Linked DNA regions of Ovis canadensis: region 2 is linked to region 1. Evidence: chromatin contacts called from public Hi-C data. All regions are on one chromosome and are shown on one strand. Each heading gives the region's core, a stretch centred on a gene start, on an enhancer-like site or on the middle of the called end of the contact. The rest is flanking DNA. Distances are from core to core; before and after follow the strand shown. Region 1 holds the start of RARA (retinoic acid receptor alpha). Region 2 overlaps CCR7 (C-C motif chemokine receptor 7).

The links. A called contact is a pair of places that touch in the nucleus more often than the background predicts.
Region 2: a contact with region 1 is called in a Hi-C map of lung, with 4 times the contacts expected there. The contact joins the enhancer-like site here to the promoter of RARA in region 1. A contact is called at or near these places in 2 of 2 Hi-C or Micro-C datasets (fibroblasts and lung).

Annotation. Positions count from the first base shown.
Region 1 is chr11:48,955,747-48,961,858 of ARS-UI_OviCan_v2, reverse strand. It overlaps RARA (retinoic acid receptor alpha), which reads right to left and starts at 3,026. Exons shown (of 9, transcript XM_069543413.1): 1 at 2,818-3,026. It overlaps LOC138415185 (a long non-coding RNA gene), which reads left to right and starts at 2,346. Exons shown (of 3, transcript XR_011247153.1): 1 at 2,346-2,506; 2 at 2,599-2,825.
Region 2 is chr11:49,177,007-49,183,118 of ARS-UI_OviCan_v2, reverse strand. CCR7 (C-C motif chemokine receptor 7) reads left to right here. Exons shown (of 3, transcript XM_069543429.1): 3 at 1-372. Among named protein-coding and RNA genes, the nearest start is that of CCR7, 14 kb to the left of the region's middle. Within about 2 kb of position 2,273, the one cell type or tissue checked has open chromatin away from gene starts, as enhancers often do. A contact at or near this core is called in fibroblasts, where this site is marked.

The sequences.
Region 1 (6,112 bases), core at 1,777-4,276:
CAGCCTCAATTATGCTAATCCCCCATTCCCCTAAATGTGTGGGTGCAGACAGAGGGGTTTTGGTAGCCACCCCCAGATGCCATGGGGAAAAAAGCTTTAGAGGAGAGGTCTTGGCTCCCACACATAAAGATGGAAGCCTGGAGGCAAGAACAGGTCATGCCTGCCAGGCTGGGCATATGCTGCCCCCAAGCTGAGTCAGAGGCTGGGAGGGAGGAGCCAGACGCTGGGTGCCAGGGGCTACAGAGCCTCCACCCCTATCCTACCTGGGACTCCTGACACCTCCAAGCCCTGGGAGAAGGCCCTCCCTGCGCAGGAGGAAGGAAACCAGCTTAGCGACTCTCTGGAGGCCTGCAGGGCAGCTCTGCACCAGGAGGCAGGCGGGAAACCCAGGAGTCTTGGCTCCTGGCCCAGGGAGGGAGTGAGAGAAATACCTCGGAGGGGAGGAAACAGCTTGGAGAGAGGCAGACACAAGTGCCCCCAGCAGCTCCCAGAGGCGACCCTCCAGGAGGAACTGGCCAGAGGGGCTGCAGGGGGGAAGTGAACACATTTCTGAACAAGAAGGGAGAAGAAGGCAGAGCCCTAGGGATACAGGAAGCAGGGCAGGCCAGCCAGGCTCTCACCTGCTCTCCTCTCCTCCCATCAGAGCCTGTCAGAGTCCGAAGTGCTTATTAAGGGCACTAAATATCAGGGAGGTCCTAGGGGCCTACGTGTGTTCCCCCCTCCCCTTATCTCCAGACCTCAGCCTGTTCGTTCCTGAGCTTCCCCTGGCACCCCTCCCCTGGGGCCCAGCCAAGTCAGGAGTCAGCAGGCCCAAGGTGGTGCCTGGGAGGCCTGGGCAGTGCCAGGGGCAGCCCTCATACCATCCTCCCACTGGCTTCCCTCCCGCCTGCTCTCGGCCGCCACACATATCTCAGCTGTCGAATCCGATTAGGGCTCTTGCCCAGTGAGCCGGACAAGGAGGCCACTGGGCAGGGGAGAGACAGGGACAAGGACGCTGAGCAGGAATGGCAGGAGGAAGGTGGAGACGGGGCTCAGGGGAGAAGGTGTGGAGCCCCAGAGGACCAGAGAGCTGATAGCCAGCTATGACCCGCATTAGGGGAACTCTGCAGCCCCTAGGGCAACAACCTGGTTCCTCCATCCCAGAGATGGGCAAGGATGGGGGGAGGAAACTGAAGGCAGAGAGATGACCTAGATTAGAAAAAGAATCCCATGCTGGAGCACATCCCCGCCCCCCCACCCCGCCACACCCCCACCCACTACCGTTTGTACTGGGCTGTAGGATACATCGTCTTATGAGGTCTTTATGGCTGCATCCCTATCAGGCAAGCTGGGCTTGTTACTAATAGCCAATTTTATAAATTAAGAAACTAGAGGCTTAGAGACCTGCATAAATGCACGTAGTCAAATAAGCGAGCTGAGTCTCAAATTCAGGCCTGATTCTCAGTCCACTGCTCACAAGCAGAATTTACTTTCCTTCCTTGGTCAAGAGCAAAACTGAGTCTGAAGTCGCTCCATTATCCACATTTTCCTCCAAAAGCACCCCTTAGGGGATCTGGGGGATCATGGAGGAATACAGAACATACCCTACACCTAGATAGAGTGACCAGATAGGGGTGCGCCACCCACCCACCACACAGAGAGCTAGAGGGGTTCCCTCAAAGTGTGACCTGTCCCTTCCATGGCTCCTCAGCCCAGTCTGCTACACCCAGAGGCAATACACACACTTACACACACGGTTACTCAGACAAGTCATACACCCCTCTTGCCGACCCACCAAACCAGAATGGGATGCCCAAGATCTTCAGAGAACAAGGCCTGTCAGCCCCCCAGGAGAGGGACAAACGAGTCACCGAAAACACCAGGTATCATCCACCCCTCTCCCAGAGAGCCTGCAGGAGGGCAGAAGCTTCAGGGCAACACCAGGAGCTCGAGCTCTGAAAGCCAAGGAGCCCAGGGAGCTGGCATGGCTGGGTGGCCTCCCTGATTTGGTCCACACCCCCTTCCCCAGCCATCTGGGCTGATTCTATTCTGGCCTGGGCCGCACTCTGGGATCTCTCCCCTTCCATGCATATAGCCACCTCTATCCCAAGCTTATAGATCTTACAACCATATGGTCTACACACACACACACACACACACACACGGAGTGGGTGTGTGGGGGGCCGCTTTTCCATAGGTGTTGAGGTGTTGGCAAGGATGGGAAGGGCTCTAACCTGAAAGAACTTCCCCCCACCCCAGGGAAAGGTCACCCCCACCCCCCCCAAAAAGCTCACAATCTCCACCACCCTCCCACACAGCCTTTGGCCACTCCAACGTGCCTTGAGCCTGGAAGGGGAGACTGGTTCTACAAGGAGAGTAGGGAGTGGGGGGCAAAGTCCCGGGCTCTCAGGGGCGGGGAGGGAGGGCAGAGAGGAAGCAAGAGAGAAATCCCCAGGGAGTCTTGGCTTCCCCAGCGGTCTCCCGGTCCCGCTCCCGGTCACCTTAGCGTGCCAGTTCTCCCCTCGAGGTGAGGTGGGGGAAGGGGGATTAGGAAACACTGCAAAGGAGGGTGCGGGGTCTGGCGCCAGGGCAGACCTTACCCCCACTTTCCATTCTTAGCCGGAGAACGGGAATGCCTGAGGGGCGTGCAGCAAGGACGCCGGAGGGCGCAGGGGCTCCGAGCTCCCAGGCCCCCACCTCCCTGGACTACAGCGAGCCGTGGGGGAGGAGAGATGGGGAAAGCCTGAACTGCCGAGAGGGAAACGGTCAGATGAGAAGCGGAGAGGCCGGGCGGAAGGCGGCCGAGGCAGAATTGGGAAGGGGTGTTCGAGGTCCTACCTGCTCAGGTACGTGCCGGCGGGGGGCGATGGGGTTCCCAGGAGAACCGGGGAAGCCCTCTCAGCTCGATTCAGGATTCCCCCCTGCTTCTGGGTTAGGCTGCTGCAAGAGGCACAGGTTCCCGTTGGGTCCTAAAGCCCACTCTCCAAACTCTCCCCGCCCTCTTCCACCAGCCGTGACTGGGTCAGCGGGTGCAGAGCTGAATCGATGGGGAAGAAAGAACTCACTGGTGAAAGACGAGGTCTGAGTCATGGGCTGGGGACAGCCACAGTCCCCGGTGTCAAATACACAGCACATGGGAGATTTTAGTTGAGGATATTATGGGACAGAATTAAAGAAAACATTGCCTCTGCCTGGCCTGAACGGATGGATTTGAGCTTTGGGACTGAAGGTGGGGTTATGATGGCTTTTCTCACCACTCCCAACTAGCCTGGGATCTGGGGAAGGGGGGGTGGTCACTTTGGACAGGAGCTCACTTCTACTCTCCCCCTCCTAGACAGAGCACAGTCTCCCCTAAATGCCTAGGAGGAGGAGGTCATGCCAAGGGGAAAGAAGACACTGATTTCTAGCAAGTGGAAAGGGCAGTATGACTTAGGTAGCAATTGGAAATTGGCATTTTTATATCCTTAGACTGAGCCCTGTGTGTCTGGGAGTGTGTTGGCTTGTGCAGACATACGTAGCCAGGTGAGAGGATAAGCCGGTGGGGCTGGGAGTCTTTGGGTTACACCCTTTGGCAGGAATGGCAGCGGTCAGTGAAGGAAGGGGATGCAGAACCTAGGGGTCGACTCGGGCTCCCTACCTGGCCCTCAGTTGGGTCCTGAAGCTTTACCAGAATGAATATGTTAAAGGAGAGTATTTTCCCAGGTACTATTTAGGATAAATAGGGGGCAAGAGGGCCTCAGCATTAGATCAACTTCAAGGTTTTTGTTGTCTAGTCGCTCAGTCATGTCCGATTCTTGGTGACCGCATGGACTGTAGCCCACCAGGCTCCTCTGTCCCTGGGCTTCTCCAGGCAAGAGCACTGAGGTGGGTTGCCATTTTCTTCTCCAGGGAACCTTCCTGACCCAGGGGTCAAATCCTGTATTTTGGCAGGTGGATTCTTTACCGCTGAGCCACCAGGGAAGCCCGCAACTTCAAGGTTACAGACCCAGTTTAGAATAGCCCAAACTCTCAAAGGGAGAACTCAGGGTTGGGGGGCAAGGTGGGCCAGGAAATGTGGAGGGAAGGCCGAAGAGGGCCTGGTAAACATTTTGCAAGCACCTCCAGCAGCAAAGCAGGGGAAACGTCACAGGGTGAAGGGCCAGGGGAAGTCAGGGACAGAGTCATGGAAGGGAGAGGGCACGGCCTCTTCCTAGAAGGGGGAGAGGGTGGCAGCAGTGCCTCCACCCCTGCGTCAGTCTGGCAGGAACTGGGGAGAGGAGCTGGATGGCAGGTTTGGAGGGCCCCAGGGTGGAGCCGGTGGGGTGAGCTCAGGTCAAGCCTTTCACCCTAATGTGCCTCAGTTCTCTCCCAGCTGTTAACCAGGGCTCTGGGTTCTTCCCAGGCAGTTAATGAGTGTTTACAGAAGAGCTTGGAGATCTTCAGATCTCAGCTGGGCCACCACTACAGTTATAAAGCTCAATAAGGGCTGAGTGTCAGTGGGGAGGGGAGGAGCAGGGGAAGAGGGAAACAGACGACTCTCTTACAACCTAAGGATAAAGCCACGCTCAGAGAGCAGAGCCAGCCTCAGCTGCCACAGGATATCCTTGTGCCCAGGGATGGAGGTCACGTACCCTCATCCTTCTTACCACCACCAAAGGCTGGCCCGCAGCTAAGTGTGGGCAGAACCCAGACTACAGCCGGTCTTCATTAACTCCAGCTCTTTTTCACCCCCCACTGTGAACCCACAGCTTCTACAGGCCCAGGCTGGAGGGGCTGCCCTAGCCCGACCTCGCTGCTGACTCTGGGGTAGGGGGCACCGTACTGTAGGCCAAGCTACCAGCTGAAAATAAGGTCGAAGCAAGACTCGCTTTTCCCACTGGGAGTGAGCAGAGAGGAAAGAAAGGAGTGTGGGGGTGAGAGGGTGGAGGTGGGGGAATTTAGGGCAAACAGCAGGCAGTGAAGTCAACTGGATCTAGGCCCAGAAACCCCCACACCCTGGGGCCAAGTCTTACTCTAGCTTTGCTTCCAGCCCGGTTTTGGCTGGGCCCCAAACTAGGGAAGGCCCTGGCTGCCCCTTTCCGCCTCCCTACCCCCACCCTTATTAAATACACATTTTATCTCTCAGCATCTTCATTATCTTAACTGAAGGAGACAAGCAGTGGATGGCGGGCGGCAGAGAGCGTCAGGAGGGGGGGGCGGGTGTGGGGAGCAGGCGCACCCTTGTTGTAAAGTGCTGATGAAGCTCTTTCAGGCAGTGTGGGAAACAGAGGCGGGATCAAAGGCAGCGAGGCTGATTCAGAACTCAATTAGAGCTTTTTAAAAAAGGAGCTGGCTCCCTCCTTTTGCCAGGCTTCAGACAGCCTTTACCCAGGCCCCTCGCACCCAATTAGCTTCTACTGGGGGCCTGGGGCCGGGGTTGAAAACCAAGGGGAGGCCAGAAGGCACAGCTTCTCCCCCTGCAGACCTACTCCTTCTAAGAAGGCGGAGACCTGCTGCTGTGCGTAACTTAAAAGGTCTCGGAGGGCACCTGATCTTTTCAGGAGGAACCTGAGATCACACCTTTTCCTCAAAAGTTAAAACAGGACACCAAAGTTGGGCTCCTCCCTAACCCCTTGCCAACTAGAGGCTGCGCAGCTTCTGGCCCATCTCTGGGGACACTAGGTAACAGCCAGACAGACACCCCCTCCTCCCAGCTAGTAGGTGGGACTCTCTGCCTCAAAGGCAGGGGCTCCTGGGAGCAACATGGAAGTTGCCTCAAGCAAAATATCACATCAGAGGGAGCCACTGGAACACATCTGTGAGGCTGAAAAACACCGTGCTGCCCATGGGATGGAGCACCCCCTCTCCCTGCTCCACCTCCGTGCAAAAGCACCAGCCTGGCTGCCTCCAGATCAGAACTGTCCTCAAGATGGAGGGGAAGGCGGCATCTTACTCCATCATGGATCTGTTCACTCAACAACTGTTAATGGAATACGCCCCCGCCAAGTCTCAGGCACTGAACTAAGTGCCGGGGACAGATACAAATGTTAAAAAAGCTCTCCACCTCGGTTCTCTGTTTTGGTCTCTCTCAGTAGTCAAGGTAACCTCTCCACAGATATTTTTAAAAAGTCCCAAGTTGTATCTCCTTCCTACTTCTCAGTTTTTATTGGTGTAT
Region 2 (6,112 bases), core at 1,024-3,523, 220 kb before region 1:
GAATCGGCAGCCTCCAAGCCTCCTAAAAGCATGCTGAGCCCTCGCCTGCCACCTCTCCTCAGGCTCTCCACGCTGAAGGGGTGTGGTGCTTCCCACAGGCCAGTCCCTGCCTAAGCCCTGTTCCCAGCCATGATTCTGGGGCAGAGATGAAGTATGGCCGGCCCATCTCAGGTCTCAGCTCAGCTCCGAAGGGAGGAGCAGGCAAGGAGAAAGGTTAAGGGCCGGGGGTGGCTGCCTGCCGCCAGCCAATGAGCTGCTGTTTTATTCTCTGCCACAGGGAGAAAACATCTCTCATCCTGTTCTGCTTTCAGTTCATTAAGAGAACACATTTTATTCATTACAAATAAAAGTTTTCCCTGGAGGAAACAACAACTTTAAAAGAAAGGGGGAAAAGTTTTTTCAGTAAATGGCAAATGAGTGTGTTCTTGTTTTGCAAACCCCACACCCCACCTGACCACCCCCACAGCCCTTTTCTCCCCCAGGCCTCATTGTTCAGAGATGCTCAGAGCCACAAGGTCTGAGCCCTTCCAATGACACAGGCCCTGAGTGGCTGAACGAGGTAGGAGGGGCAGAAGGACAGGGTGTCCAGCTTGCAAACACCTTTCCAGAGCTCACGGGACCCAAGCCTGTGCAGTCAGCAGTGATCTAGACATACAGTCTGAGCCGAGCTCTGCAAAGAACCAAGTTGTCCCTGTAACGTCTGTGCCTGGAAACCCTCCCTGACCCTTCAATCACTTTCACACTGTCCTGCTCATCTATCCCAGCTCAGTCTGGAACTGGAGCCCCTGTCCCTTAGTCAGTCTCCCCAGGCTCCCAAATGGTGTTTAGAGGGAGGACCTCCCCCGACACCCATCTGCCGAGGCATCCTGGATCCAGGGGGCTTGAGAGGGGACCCAGGTAATACATCCTGTACTGGGTGCTTGGGAGTCAGATCTGCCCTTGACCCTTCCTGGCCACTATTGCAACAATGGCCTTCCATTGTGTGGACACCCATCGTGGAGGGGAAGGGATCAAGGAACAGCCGCTGTCCCCATCACAGGCCCAGGATCCATGTCACTGGGTGTTCTGATGCCTGCCCAGTCCCCGGCTTCTCCAAGCCAGAGAGGGTAGCCCAGCCAGTGATGTATGAGGAGGTGTCTGAAGGACCTGGCGCTGTAATAGCTCAGGGTCTGGAGGTGGGAGAGAGCTGAGACACTCAGGAAAAGGTGACTCCATAATTTTCCAAAGCGAAAAGAGCCTCACTGGGAAAAGAGCCTGCCTGGAAATGAAACCCATTCTCTCATCTCATAAGCACATTGCGGTACCCTCCTCCACCGGCTGCACTGGACTTGAGCCAGGACCGGCACCCTGAGAAGGATGAGGCTGGCATGTGGAGCCATGGCACCAGCAGCCACATCAATATTAATCAGCACAGCTGCCATGATGGGAGGGGTGACCCCAGCACAGCTGCGGGCCTTGAGGGGAGCATGCCGGGACCTAAGGGTGGGAACGCTGGTGTGTGCATCCTAGTGAACTTACACGTGGGAGAATATCCTCCCTTCCTGAAGGGGAGGAATGTAACAGCGCCGTCATGAGCAGGAAGGCAGGCCAACCACACAAACACGCCACCTCGGCTTCACATACGTTTTTCTAAAATACCTCCAAGTATTTGCAAAACCCCCAGCAGTGTCCATTCCCCACAGTGCTGTGTCTCAAAGCACTGACCTCGGCTCACTGCTGGCCTGGTTGCTGCTCGGTTGCACAACGCTCTCTACCCTGAGGTGGGACGGGGGCCTAGGATGAAGGAAGGGACTCACTGGGAACACCCAGGGCCTCTCTCTTTCTCTCTCTCATCTGCCTCATGGTTCACAGCCCCACGACTCCTCCGAAACTCCTCTTATTTCCATCACCAGTGCCTTGCCCCCTCTTTCTTCTCAGGTACAACCTCAGGCTATAAATCTGACTTTTTAGCCTGAAGCTGCACATCTCTTGAACCATGGATTCATGGAGCTGCAAGGAACCTCAAAGATCAACTGGCCCAACCTCTAATCATTCTCTAGTTGGGAAAATTGAGGTCCGAGGAAGGGACTGATTTGCCTAAAGAGACACTGCAACATGGGGAAGTAGGTAAACTTGCTTTGGGGACTTGAGGATCTGGCAGGACTGCAGGAGGTGGGTGAGGGAGAGTGGAGACGCTGGAGCCTGGCCAACTTGGACTCTCATCTCTGCTGCTTCCCAGCTGTGTGACCTTCAGCTGTTGCTCAACTGCTCTGAGTCTCAGATTTCTCAACAGCAAAATGGAGAGGATTTGGCAAACATGTAGCACAATGCCTGGAATGCCTGGAACTCGGACTCTGCAGCCAGGCCTCCTGGTTTGAATCTCAGCCGCACTATGTGGGCTGGTCTCTCTGTGCCTCGGTCTTCTAATCTGTGTAATGGGGATGGGGCTTCCCAGGTGGTGCTAGTGGTTAAGAATCTACCTGCCAATGTTGGAGACGTAAGAGACGCAAGTTCAATCCCTGGGTTGGGAAGATCCTCTAGAGGAGGGCACAGCAACCCACTCTAGTATCCTTGCCTGGAGAATCCCAGGGACAGAGAAGCCTGGTGGGCTACAGTCCATAGGGTCACACAGAGTAGGACACAATTGACGTGCCTTAGCATGCACGTAATGTGGATGACCAAAGAACCTACCTCTTAGGATGGTTCTGAGCAGTAAATGAATTCCTATATGTAAAATGCTTGGAAATCCTTAAAAAGGACTGTTGGTAATCGTTAAAATGTTCAATAAATGGTAGATTTTAAAAAGTTGCTAACCACAAGGAAATCAAATTCATTTCCATCCCCCTATAGTTTATAAATCAAGCTGGAAGACAACTTTGAAATTAGTCTCTGCTTCTCACCCATTGTATGGGTGAGCCAACTGAGGCTCGGAGAGGGAAATGACTCTCCTGAGGTCTCCCATGAGCTCTAGGCAATGGTAGAACTTGATGGTTCTCAAGCTCCCATCCAGAGCTCTTCCCCCAGTCCACCACACTGGCTTGCACACATCCCCCCTCACACACACCAGCCCCATCCAAGACTGTCCAGCACTTCTTAGGCAGGCTCTGTCCCTCTTGTCCTGCGGCAGGTCCCTAAGAAGAACCTCTCCTCTCCCTCTTCAGTAGTTTCCATCCTGGCCGTTAGGCTGGGGAGAATGAAGTGCAAAAGAAATATGGCAGTGGTTCCAAAGGAAATCAGGCAACTGATTTTTTAAGAAAGAATCCGCTCTGGATGTTAGGTTCTCAGTTGCATTTCTGTGTTGAGGGTGAACAGTTTGAGGAAGAAGAAACTGGCCTCTGAGGGTAGGGGTTTAAGGCAAATGACATGGGGAGCGGGGAGCAATTCTGAGAGGTGAGCAGAAGGCGGGGGGAGGGAGGGGAGAGGTGAGTTCTAAGGATGACATAGCTGGGAGCTAGATTTGGAGAGTGTTCTCAGTGGGTAGAAAGCTACCCCCCACTACACTCACACAAACACACACAGCACGCATGCATTTCCCTGAGCCTCCCAGTCTCAGGTTGGGAAGAAGGGGCTAGGTTAGCCCTATAGACAGATGGGCCCATGGCTTTCTTTGCCAGAAATGGGTTACAAATGGCCCAGTTTCCCTGGTCTGAGCCCATAGGAAAACCCCCCAAGGAAGAAGGGGGATCTCTTCCTTAACTCAAAAGAACAACCCTGTCAGCCCTCCTAGCCCCCACCCCAGGAAAGAGGCCCTGCAGGAAGTAGAAGCCTTGTCACACACACACACACACACATCCCACACAAACCATACACACGGACACACAAACCACACACACACACACATGGACACACAAACCACACACACAGAGACACACAAATCACACAGACAGACACACAAACCACACACAAACACCAGCCTCCCTGTCACTTGTCATTTATCTTGTCTGAGGCCCAGAAAGAGATCCAGACAAGGGGCCTGCGGCAGAGAAGATTCACAGCCCTCGCTCAGCAGCCAGTGCAGCTCTACTAAGGCGTGAATCAAACTGAGCTCCTTCTCCCTCGGGCTCCTCTGCGTGCGGGCAAGTGTGTGTGGCTCGATTCAGACTTCCCGGCGGCTGTCAGCTCTCTGCCTCCCACATTCTCCACTTTGAAGGTGGAGAAACCCTTACGTTGGCCTATTGTTCGTCGGCCTCAGGGCATTCACTTGCTGGGCTGTTCAAGTGCGTCACAGTGACCACTGCAGAGCGTGCCTCTGGATTCTCATCTCTGGGGAAATAAACATCTCCCTGCAGGACAGGGCGGGGGCAGGTTTTGCCTGGTACTGAGGGTTCGTTTAGTTCCCTCTCGTGGCCGTAGGTCCCAAGGTCAGACTGCAAAGGAGCCAGAGGGCAGGGGAGGAAACACGCCTGGTCCCGGCGTCCTCCGAGGCTGGGTCAGAACTCGCTTAGGACACAAGAGATGATCATTGCTCTAAGTAAATATCTGACATTGTGAAGTTCAACAGATGGCGCAGATGAAACGCCCCCAAACTCTTTCCCAATGTTTACAAAGGGGCCTGGGAACTCGTGCACATTTATCTTGTATGGTTTATGCAAACTGCACTCAGAGCTGAGCAGAAACATGATCACATGCAATGGCTGAGGGGCACGTTCTTCGCAGGCTGGGGAGGGGTGGACGTGGCCAAAGGCGTGTGATCAAGCCAGGCGCCAGGAGTCACCCACAGAGGCACCAGGGCTTCCTCCTGCCCGCCCTCCCTGACAGCTGACCCCCCCAGGCTTGCCTGCATGAACCCCCCTTTCCACCACACACCTGCTCTGCTCCCCTCTGTCAGGGATGCTCATCTGCTGAGGGCACTGCTGCTGCTGCTGGCAACCTCTGGACCCAATAGTTCAGGAAAAGGGCAGCAGAGAGAAGGACAAGGCCTGAGCTGTTCACAGACCCAACCCTCTGCATGGCCCCTCCATACAAGACGCAGGCCCAGACCCATCTGGCATCCTCCAATCCCGTCAAAGGCAGAACTTGGGTTTCGGTCCAAGAACTGTATACCTCCTCTACCCCAGCCTCCCTACCCAGCTCCTGCCCAAGCCCCCTTACCCCCAAACTTGGACATGGACTATTCAGAACTTGTGAGCTTTCATTTCTGGAGGACTCAGAGCTGGGAGACAGTGGTTGGAGGAGGGGAGGGTCAAGAAAGGGACTTCAGGAAACATGGAGCCCCAGGGTGGAAGCAGCCTCGAAGAAGGGGAGGGGCCCTAACCTGGTTGCTCACGGCTCACGGTGCTGAGTGGCTATGGTGCTCCAGGACTGTGCTCTGCACCATCTCCTGCTGAATTCTTATGACAACGGGTGAGGAAACCTAAGCTTAGAGAACTTGTGTAACTTACCTGCGATAACACAGCCAGCAAAAATAACTATAGCTTGGGACTTCCCTGATGGTCCTGTGGTTAAGACTTCACCTTTCAATACAGGGGGTGTGGGTTCAATCCCTGGCCAAGGAAGTAAGATATCACACGCCTCATAGTCAAAAAACCAAAGCATAAAACAGGAGCAATATTATAACAAATTCAGTAAAGACTTTTTTAAATGGTGCACATTAGAATCTGCCCACAATGTGGGAGACCTGGGTTCAATCCCTGGGTCAGGAAGATCCCCTGGAGAAGGGAAGGGCAACCTGCTCCAGTATTTCTTGCCTGGAGAATTCCAAGGACAGAGGAACCTGGTGGGCTACAGTCCATTGGGTCACAAAGAGTCGAACACAACTGAGTGATTAACACTACATCAAAAAATCATAATAAAAGAATAACTACAACTTTATTAGGATTTTATCATGCCCTACACACTGTACTAAGCTTCCCATCTAATCCCATTTCATTTTCAGAACAACTCTACTTGAATCCCATTTTACAGAAGAGGAAACTGAGGCTCAGGGAAGTTAAGGAGCTTTGTCAAAATCACACAGCTACCATTTGATAAAGCTACTAAGTGATTTCAACCAGTTCTAGCTGGCTTCTCAAGCTCACGCTTCTGCCACTCCACCCCATGAGCCAACTAAATAACTGTTTATTCATTGTCAAATACATACAAAGCCCCTACTTCTTGCCAGCCATTGTGTTCAGTACAGCCAACATTTCTCATA